Linked DNA regions of Mus musculus: region 2 is linked to region 1. A link is a contact called in public HiChIP or PLAC-seq data. All regions are on one chromosome and are shown on one strand. Each heading gives the region's core, a stretch centred on a gene start, on an enhancer-like site or on the middle of the called end of the contact. The rest is flanking DNA. Distances are from core to core; before and after follow the strand shown.

Region 1 (4,966 bases), core at 2,371-4,870:
AGGTGACATGGTGTCCTTGGATTGACTGCCCTCGGCTGTGATTGGCTGAACACAGATTCCAAGCTCCCAGTTCTCATTTCTAGGAAACAGAAATTTAGGCCTTAGTCTCTCAAACTGCCAGTTTCCAGCGTGTCATGAAGTCAGTCTGGCTCTGGCTAACTCAGTCCTCTCAAGAATACTGGAATTCAATTCTCAGCTCCCACATGGTGATTTAAAATGGTTTGTAACACAGATCCAGGAGGTTCAGACGCCCTCTTCTGGCCTGTGTAAGCATTTCATACTTGTGGTTGGTGCACCTACATATATGCACACATACATACATACATACATACATACATGTAAAACTATAAATTTTTAAACAGAAATAGATGTCAGCAGCTACCAGTTGTGTTATCAACAGAGGATGCTACAGGCCATGTGAAAAGATGAGTTTTCTTTCACTTCACCTCACCCACAGTTCTTCACTTAGACCCAGGTCTTCAAAGATGTTTTATAAACCCCACAGTTAAATTAAAGAAATCAAAACACTGGACAGATCGCAGAAAAGACTGCAACCCAAAACAAAGACATTCCCAGAATTCCCTGCAGCATTTCATCAAGGTTTGTTTTGTTTGTTTGTTTGTTTTGGTTTTGGTTTTTTTGTTTGGTGTCTGTTTGTTTTTATATAGTCTCCTTTTGCCTTTGTGGGCTTTACTGCTTGAGTTCCTCCTGTGAATAAAGCCATAAAGTATTTGTCATTTCTGTGGCTGTATTACTTCACTTCGCATAATGCCCTGAAGTGTTAGGCCAGTGGCTACATCCTCCCTCCTTAAGGCTGAATAGCAACAACTATAGGTATATGGAGACAATGTGCACACTCTGCCGGTGCACACTCTGTTCTGTGACTTAGAGTTGCATATTAATAACCTCCACACATCAGCCATTTCTGTAACATTAGCTAAACGGTTGCATTGATGGTAAGTTGGGAAGCTTAGCTCTGTTCTGTCTCATGAATATGCAGAAAAAGAACAAGGGAGAAAGTTCACTCTTTAAAGTGCTTGCTACACAAACATGAAGACCCAAGTTTGCTTCCACGTACAAAGGCTGGACATGGTGGAGCTCACGTAAAATCCTAGAGATGGGGTGACAGAGAGATAGGAAGATCTCTAGGGCATGTGCTCAATGAGCATAGATAAAGCATCAGACTCCAAACCAATGAGAGACCCTATCTATGGCTCAACTGTTAAGAGCATTTGCTGTTCCTACAGAGGATTGGGGCTCAAGTCCTAGCACACATATGACAGCTTACAATTCTCTATAGCTCAAGTTTCAGAGGATCTGATGCCCTCTTCTGGTGCTCATGGTACATACATGCAAGCAAAATACTCAGCACATATAATGAAGAGTTTTTAAAAATGAGACAAAAAAAAATCCCACACAAATAAGGTAGACAGTTGTTCTCAAGAACAACACTTTAAGGTTGACCTCTTCTAAATACATATACAAATACTCAACACTTACACGAAGATACCAGAAATATTTACTTCTGCAGATGATTAGAACATTGTTATGAGTTTAATAAAAAGCTTTTTTTTTTTTTTTTTTTTTTTTTGGTTTTTTGGTTTTTTGAGACAGGCTTTCTCTGTGTAGCACTGGCTGTCCTGAAACTCACTCTATAGTCCAGGCTGGCCTCGAATACTAAAAAGCTTTTAATGGGTTTTTATTAAAGCCCTAGGGTTGCTTCCCAGGCATAGAGCACTTGCCTTACATGCACAAGGCTCTGGATGCCATGCTCAGCAACAGCCACCACCACTATAAAAGAAGATAAGGAAGAGGAGGAGACCCATAACCCGTAACAATCTCCTACATCTATCTGCTTCTGCCTTGACACTCACATTCCCCATGTCTGTTTTTTAGCATCAGATCCCACAGTCAAAGTGTTAGTGCACTGGCCTCCTTTTTGGGTGGCACATACCAATGTCTGCAGACTGACCACCGTCCTCAGATTAGTCAGGTTACCAGTTAAGTGGTAATGCCTCATACCAACTTTCCTAAAGTGACCTGGGTAGTAGTTGTTGAAGTTGATCCTCTGGTAGAGCGCGCAACCAGCATTACCCAGCCTCCTGGAAGCATCCAGTATTCACCCAGGCTGCCCTGGCCATAGATTATGTGACCTTGAAGTTTCCAGATCTTCTTCAGTCTGGTTGAAATGGGGTCACCTAAAGCAAAGAGTGACTCCCTGCTTGTGGCAGTTGCTGGATAGCAAAACAGTTTGGGGCAGGCAAAATGGCTCAGGGGTAACTACAGCCCAGCGAACCCAATAACCTGAGTTCAATCTTCAGGACCTATATGATAGGAAAGGAGGACTGACTGACTGACTCCTAAAAGCGGCCTTTTGAATACCCGAAAGCACACACACACACACACACACACACGCACGCACGCACAATCAATATATCAATGCAATGTAATAATAAAAATGTTGGTCCCAAATTCATGCACATTCAGGCACACTAAATATACTTAGTGAGAGAGAGGGAGAGAAAGAGGGAAACAGAGAGAGAGAGAGAGAACATGAAGGTGGAAGGGAAAAGTGGTAGCAGATAGGAGAGGAACTGAACAGGCAGGAAAAGGGAATAGATTTGATCCAAACATTATGGATGCATACATACATACATACATACATACATATAAATATTTAAAATGTTACAAATATTTTTATCTCCTTGGTATGTCAGTCTTCTCTGATGGGCTTTGATTCCTTGCTCATCTGTGTTCCTTTTCATGTAGTGCATTATGTCATTTTCAAATAGACATGTTTGTTTCTCATGTGTACACTTCTTACACTGTCACATTGCCTCCTGAGCGTGGGGATCAAGGCATGTGCCACCGTGCCTGTGGATTGTGGATTTTTTTGGAGACAGGTTCTTAGGTTGCCTGGCCTTCAACTTGCCACTAAATGGATATTATTAGTAGTAGTAGTCATAATTATTATCCTGAATGCCTGATCTAGAGTTTCCTGCTCTCACCTGTAAAAGGCACAGGCGCTCACAGATACGCATTGGAAAAACCAAGAACTTCACTCACACAGGGTTGTCTCCTCAATGGAGGAGATATGTACCTGGTTTCCACTCGGAAGGCTGAGAGTGGATGTTGTTAATGACCTGGTGACCTTTGTGTAGGGCCAGGCCCCACCCCAATCTCCCAGAATGTTTATCCCAGACTCTTCCTCCCTAGACATTTATCTTTAGTTTTGCTTCTTGGCCAATAGGACCCATCCTTGGGGGAGATGTCACATGTACTTTATAGCCTGGAGACTTCTACACTATCTTGGTTAGAGACCACACTAAATCCTAGGCCCTTAAACTGTAGAACCCATCTGCATGGTTAGAGGCCACATGTACTTTGCAAAAGAGTTTCAAGATATTCACCCTTTAAGCTTTAGTATGCACATGGGAAGGAATAATTATTACCAGAAAACTGTTTTCCAAAATTGTACTGTACTTAAAGATGTCTAAAAAAAACCGCCCAGTGTCAGACTCCAGAAGTTTGAGCCAACACCAGATGACTAAGTCATACTGAGCGGACTTTCCTTCTTGCTCATGCCTCATGCAGTCAGTGTCCCTGCTGGCCATGTCCCTGCTGGCCATGATGCTTGCAGGGACGATCGCCCTCCTCCACCCACATTACCTCCTCAGTTCTGGGATTACAGTCATGGTCCATCACAGCCAGATTCAAATCTTTTCTAATTTTTCTTTTGAGATAGCATGTATCTTAACTCCTCTACTATCTAAAGGGTATAGTGAATTTTACTTAGAGACTTTCTAAGATTGATAGTAAACCATTTCTACAATCTGGTCACAATAAGTCACTCACTGAATTCCTGATATTTAAGACTTTGTGCTTTCATTCATAAGAAAGGATGGCCTGTAATAATCTTTTTGGGTGCTATTTTGTGCAGTTTGAGAATTCTGTTTTCATCAGGTTGTAAACTGACCCTGAGAGTTCTTTTTCTTTTCTGGGCTAAGTCATACTTATTTCTCTGTCTCAATTTTAGAGTATAAACTGTATGAAGGTAGGAACTGTCTCATTAATTGATCTCTGAGCTGTAAGACTTGACAGGAAGTAAAGAATATAGGATCATCTGGGCGTGGCCAGGCCTGGGATCCCAGAAGTCAGAGTCATCATGAGTCATGTTGGTATACACTGAAGACTTCAGGGCAGTCAGGGCTGATGAGACTCTACCTCCCCACCCACCCCTCCACTTTCGAATATTAGATAAACAGCTCTCCCTCTCTACTTCAACTTTTCTTTCTTTTTTTTTTTTTTTTTTTTCTTTCTTTTTTTTTTTTTTAGAAATCAAATTGTTTTATTTTCTCTAAATCCCTCCAAGCCCAGGAAAAAGGAGTCAGCCGTGGGGATCACTTCACTAAGCAGTTCAAGTATGAGCAACCTCCAAACTTGTCACCATCATAGCTTAGTGATGCCCCCGGAGGGGCAGCAGCTGAGGAGTGAGAGAAAGGGAGGGTGGAGGCTGCCTGGGGTGGGGGCCTCCTCACTGTCTTCATCTTCACACCAGCTACACTGCATCTCATACTCCTGCTGTAGGGTCATCTGCTCTGAGGCTGTCAGATGCTGCAATTCTTCTGACTTCATCCGCTCGTGGTACCTGGGCACGTGCTCGGAGGTGTAGGGTACCAGGACCACCTTCTTGCCCACTAGCATGGTGTTCTGATTCAGCTTCATTGTAGCTGCCTGTTTCCAACCCTAGCCTCCAGCGTCCAGAGTCCACGTCACTCGGCTCTGGCCCTTCCGTTTTCCTGTCTCCAAGCCCCACTCAAAGTTCTCAGGCCTCAGCCCTTTGCGTGGTTCCTCGGCCGTCTAAGCGCCGTAGTTTGCAAAGTGCAAAGCTCACAACCACCCCCTGCCCTACTTCAACTTTTCAAAGCCTTGTATTGGTAATTATTGTATTTCTTTCTTGTCTCCC
Region 2 (4,790 bases), core at 1,518-4,017, 580 kb before region 1:
TAATTATGGTTACTATTTACTAAGTATTTGCTACATGGTTGCCTTACCTGGATGGTCTCATTTAGTCCTCTAAACATGAGAAGGCTGGGGCAGATGTTAAATCTGACTCAGGTCACGTACGTTTGAAACTGCATGGCCTACATGCCCAAATCCTATCCTATCCTATCCTATCCTATCCTAAACTATACTACTGTGCTATAAGTTCTCTCTCTCTCTCATCTCACCTACCTCTATCTATCTATCTATCTATCTATCTATCTATCTATCTATCTCTGTTGTTTCTAAGACAGGACTTCCTTTTTTTTTTTTTTTTTTTTTTTTAAAGATTTATTTATTCATTATATGTAAGTACATTGTAGCTGTCTTTAGACACTCCAGAAGAGGGAGTCAGATCTCTTTATGGATGGTTGTGAGCCACCATGTGGTTGCTGGGATTTGAACTCCGGACCTTCAGAAGAGCAGTCGGGTGCTCTTACCCACTGAGCCATCTCGCCAGCCCCAAGACAGGACTTCTTTGTGTAGCCCTGGCTGTTCTAGAACTCTCTCTGTAGATAAGGCTGGCCTCAAACTCAGAGATCCATCTGCCTCTGCCTCCAAGTAATGGGATTAAAGGTGTCCACCGCCGCCACCACCACCACCACCAAGCCAGAATTTCTTGGTGTTATCTGAACCTCCAAGAAATTATGAACTGTTCAAGATGATATGGCAACAAATGAAAGGCACAGACTTCAATCCAGGTCTGTGTGTTTTTCTCAGGAAACTTTAAACGGTCCCGGAAGCTGGTGAGGATTGTGGGATGATGGAGCAGATCTCCTGGGAAAGAAGAGTCACAGAAAACATTCACAATAATTGTAAAAGTAATGTTTATTCACCTGCTGTAATTGTTGTCTTGAAGGCTTACTTCTGAACAAGCTCACCCTTTAACCCTTTCTAGCACTTTCTGAACTCTGGCTGGCTGGGTCAGCTCAGCTGTTCTGGCTCAAACCCCTCTCCAAGCTGACTGATTCAATCGGACTTCTCTTTTTGGTTTTTCTTTTTTTGGTTTTTTGAGACAGGGTTTCTCTGTGTAGCCCTGGCTGTCCTGGAACTCACTTTGTAGACCAGGCTGGCCTCGAACTCAGAAATCTGCCTGCCTCTGCCTCCCGAGTGCTGGGATTAAAGGCGTGCACCACCACGCCCGGCTTTAATCGGACTTCTCTTAGCTTCTCAATGAATTTCTCTACTTGGCCTCAAACTAACTCTAGCAATCTAATCTTCTGGTTCCTTCTCATTCTTTGGCCTGTTCTGTCTTCACCAATGCCTACTACCGTGTTCTCTTTGCAACCTGTCCCTGTAAAACTGTTCCTTAAAAAACCACCTCTGGCCGGGTGGTGGTGGTGCATGCCTTTAATCCCAGCACTTGGGAGGCAGAGGCAGGTGGATTTCTGAGTTCCAGGCCAGCCTGGTCTACAGAGTGAGTTCCAGGACAGCCAGGGCTATACAGAGAAACCCTGTCTTGAAAAAAAACCAACCAACCAACCAACCAAACAAACAAACAACCAAAAACCACCTCTGAATTCTACAAACTGACCTGCCTCTCAACTCACTGGATTCCCAATTCAAATGAACTGCACTCACTGACTTGACTAAACAGAACTCAGAGATCTGCATCCTCTGCCTGCCGAGTGCTGGGATTAAAGGTGTGTACCACCATGCCTGGATCTTAACTTTTCTTTACCTGGGACTTACTCTATACTAGACTAGCCTTGAACTTAGAGACCTGCTTGCCTCTGTCTCCTGGGAGTAAGGCATGTCAGTATTCCATCCAGATCACAGGGATCTAGAAGGTCTTTGGATGCGATCCTTTTCAGGGCAGCCATGTTGCTGTATTAAAATGCTGCAAACACTATCCATGGGCACTCTATATCCCAGGAAACTCAAACAGAGCCAGAAGTCATTTGATAACTGGATTTTATTTGTTCTGACCATTTGCTCACCATGACAGTCCCCAGGAGGGACTCTCTGCAGAAGACCAGAGACACCAAAATAAACATTGCAAGCAGACTCAGAACAGCCTGGGAAGACCGGTTCTCTGGCTGCTGGTCAACTGCTCAATCAGATTTCCTCTCATCACAGTCTAAGAGGGCCTCTGTCAGAGCTAAACTATGGAGATCAGAAACTGTCTTTGCTGTTCAAAAGTCTTAATTACAATAAACAACGAGTTTCCCCGTTACTATGAGAATTACACTTACCCATGAACCAAAACATAGGACAAAAGGGAGAGGGTTTAGTCAACACGCAATTTCCAGAAAAGGTGATCAAGAAAGGGCTGAAAAACTCACTGCAGCAGAGACACCTACAGCACATGACAGGAGTCTCAGAATGGTCTTCCCAGGCTATCACCGCTATAGCGCCAACACTGGGCAAGAAGGTGCTTACTCTCCAGACACCTGATGCCAACCATGTAGGCTTCCTCCCAGATGCAGATTCCCGCTTGTTTGGATCTATCTCAGGGGGCTGTTGTTACCCAAACCTGGTGCGGTGAAAGGGCTTCTTCCTGCCACCGTGAAGCTTTCAGTTACGAAAGCCCCGAAGAGTAAATGGAGAAAATTGTCACCAAGCTCCCCTGCTATCCCAGCTTGAACCACTTGGGGGCCTCTGGCTCCGGAAATTTTAGCATCAAGTCCTGGCCTTGCTCCCAGAGAAGGATGAGGGTTGGGATGCCTCAGCCCGGAGAGCCTGGGGGCAGCTGGGTTTCCCTAGCACCTGAGGGCGGAGTACTGTGAAGTCTCAGGTTTCAGCCGGCTGGCAGTTGCCGGTCTGAAGGATTCTCTGTGCCCTGGAATTGTACAGAATGTCTCTTGTGGCTTTTTCTCCTCCCTCCTTTTTTCCTGTTGACTCTCCCCACCCAGATCTATGAATCACAGGACTCCACGGGAAAGCAGCAGATGTTGACTTTTACTTCTTTTAAGCCAACGTCAGCTCTCTCCTGTGGAGTGGGGAGCAGGCAGGAAGGTGAGAGAGTGTGTACGCGTGTGCGGGGGGGGGGGGGGGGGGGCGGGGCGGAGGATAACCTTCTTTTTGGAATTGAGAGGGGGACAAAGGGAATCTGCAAGGAGAGTCGGGAGCAAAATCATTTGACTCCTGGTAATGGGGAAGATAGGGTCCAAAACAAAGAACCTGTGCTAGCTGTGGAAGCCGTCGGGAAGGGGGACGCACAGGGTGAGGATATTATGTGTTTTGGTGCCAGCCCTTCTCAGCTAAGGCAAAGCTTCATCTCTTGCCAGAAGCATCGCCATGGCTCAAAAGTCAAGTCAGGCTGCAGGCCTGGAGACACATGCTGGCAGCATCTTTTCCCCTTTGAGCCTCCAAGCCTCCTTTGGATACAGAGTCTCTTGAAAAGGCTGCCAAAGTGGGCTTCTGAGCCTCCTGCAGTCAGTCAGTCACTGCTCCAACTTCTCCTCACTTTCTTCTTCTTTGGGGATTTTCTTACGGGTAAAGAAGCCAAGCTATAGAGGAAAAGATACCAGTCATTGCCAGATGTCCCGGCTGGGGGCCTTGCCAATAGCCCTCGCTTATCTGAGGTCTTCGCTTCTGTTCTGTTTCCAAAAATGAGATTCAGATTTATTTTATTTGGCTTAGGTTGATTCAACCATCATTTGTGGGACAGAGTCAAGGAGAGCTGAACATGGCAGCCCCCTAGCCCCATCCTAACTAACACAGAGCCTGTCCTTTCTTTCCAACAGAATAAGATGCTGGCCTTACCTTCCACAGGCAGAAGACAAGGAGAGCAAGCAGGAGCAGCCCCCCCAGGACACTGCCAACGAGGATCCACAGGGAGATGAGGGTCGGGTGGGTCTGAATCACCTCCAAGTGACTCTGCATAGCAAGGAGAGTTTGTTTTGTCTTTTCTTGCTTGGCTTTTGAGGTGGCTTTTTGTGGCTTGGTTTGTTTGCTTGTGTTTGAGGCATTTTTATTTCATGTCCCAGGCCAGCCTTCAGCTCATGGCAAGCCTCCTCTCTCAGCTCCCCAGTACTTGAATTACAGGCAGGCATCACCACCCCTGACCTGTGTTTTATGTCTGCCCTTTAACTCAGCCTCAGTCAACATTATAACAAAGCCAGCCCTAAATAGAGTAAAAAATAAATAAATAAAGCAAAAAACCAAAACTTCTTCCTACTTAAAAACACTGAAGCAAGAAGCAAGACTCATGGAACCGCCACTTCTGACTGTTGGACCCCTGCCTGGTGGACTGTCGAGTGGATATAATTTTGCTCTGAAAAATCCCATTGTTGGGTAGGAGAGATGGCGCCATGGCTAAAAGCACTTGTTGCTCTTGCAAAAAGGTTGCAGGTTTGGTTCCCAGCACCCATATGGTGACTCAAAATCATCTTAGTTCCGGGGGATCCAGAACTAAGAGGTTCTGACCTCTACTCACGGCTCACTTGCTTGCAGGTAATACACATAGATTTTAAAAGCTAAGTTGAAAAATAAGAGGGAGAGAAGGGCCATCCTTTTCCCAACCCATTGCCACTCTTCCCAGCTCCACCCTACCTCACTCGAGCGGGAGGCTTCATTCAGTAGTAGGACACTGCCCTCCTCAGTTCCTAACTTGAAGGTGCTGACCACTGTCACAGACTTGAACTTGGCCTGTGGAATGAGCAGTTAGGAAACCATTTAAACTGAGCCATCATCTGGTAGTATAGAACCCCAAGAGCAAGGCTGAAGTTCCGTGGGCACAGTTACCAGGGCCCCGAAGACCATAAGATGCTGTTGGAAATGGATGGGGAAAGAGGAAGGGAAACTGTCGG

What was found. HiChIP or PLAC-seq counts read pairs in DNA pulled down with a chosen protein or histone mark.
Region 2: a contact with region 1 is called in a FOXA1 HiChIP or PLAC-seq map of pancreatic cancer cells. The contact joins two enhancer-like sites. A contact is called at or near these places in 1 of 39 promoter capture datasets (liver) and 1 of 115 datasets of contacts at active chromatin or transcription factors (pancreatic cancer cells).

The regions. Positions count from the first base shown.
Region 1 is chr3:96,086,630-96,091,595 of GRCm38.p6, reverse strand. No RefSeq gene overlaps it. Among named protein-coding and RNA genes, the nearest start is that of Gm30044, 15 kb to the left of the region's middle. Within about 2 kb of position 3,620, at least 55 of the 459 cell types and tissues checked have an H3K27ac peak or open chromatin away from gene starts, as enhancers often do. A contact at or near this core is called in pancreatic cancer cells, where this site is marked.
Region 2 is chr3:96,661,663-96,666,452 of GRCm38.p6, reverse strand. Itga10 (integrin, alpha 10) reads right to left here. Exons shown (of 30, transcript NM_001302471.1): 28 at 4,534-4,629; 29 at 3,745-3,858; 30 at 1,934-3,488. The coding sequence ends at 3,423. Among named protein-coding and RNA genes, the nearest start is that of Ankrd35, 6.1 kb to the left of the region's middle. Within about 2 kb of position 2,767, at least 162 of the 459 cell types and tissues checked have an H3K27ac peak or open chromatin away from gene starts, as enhancers often do. A contact at or near this core is called in pancreatic cancer cells, where this site is marked.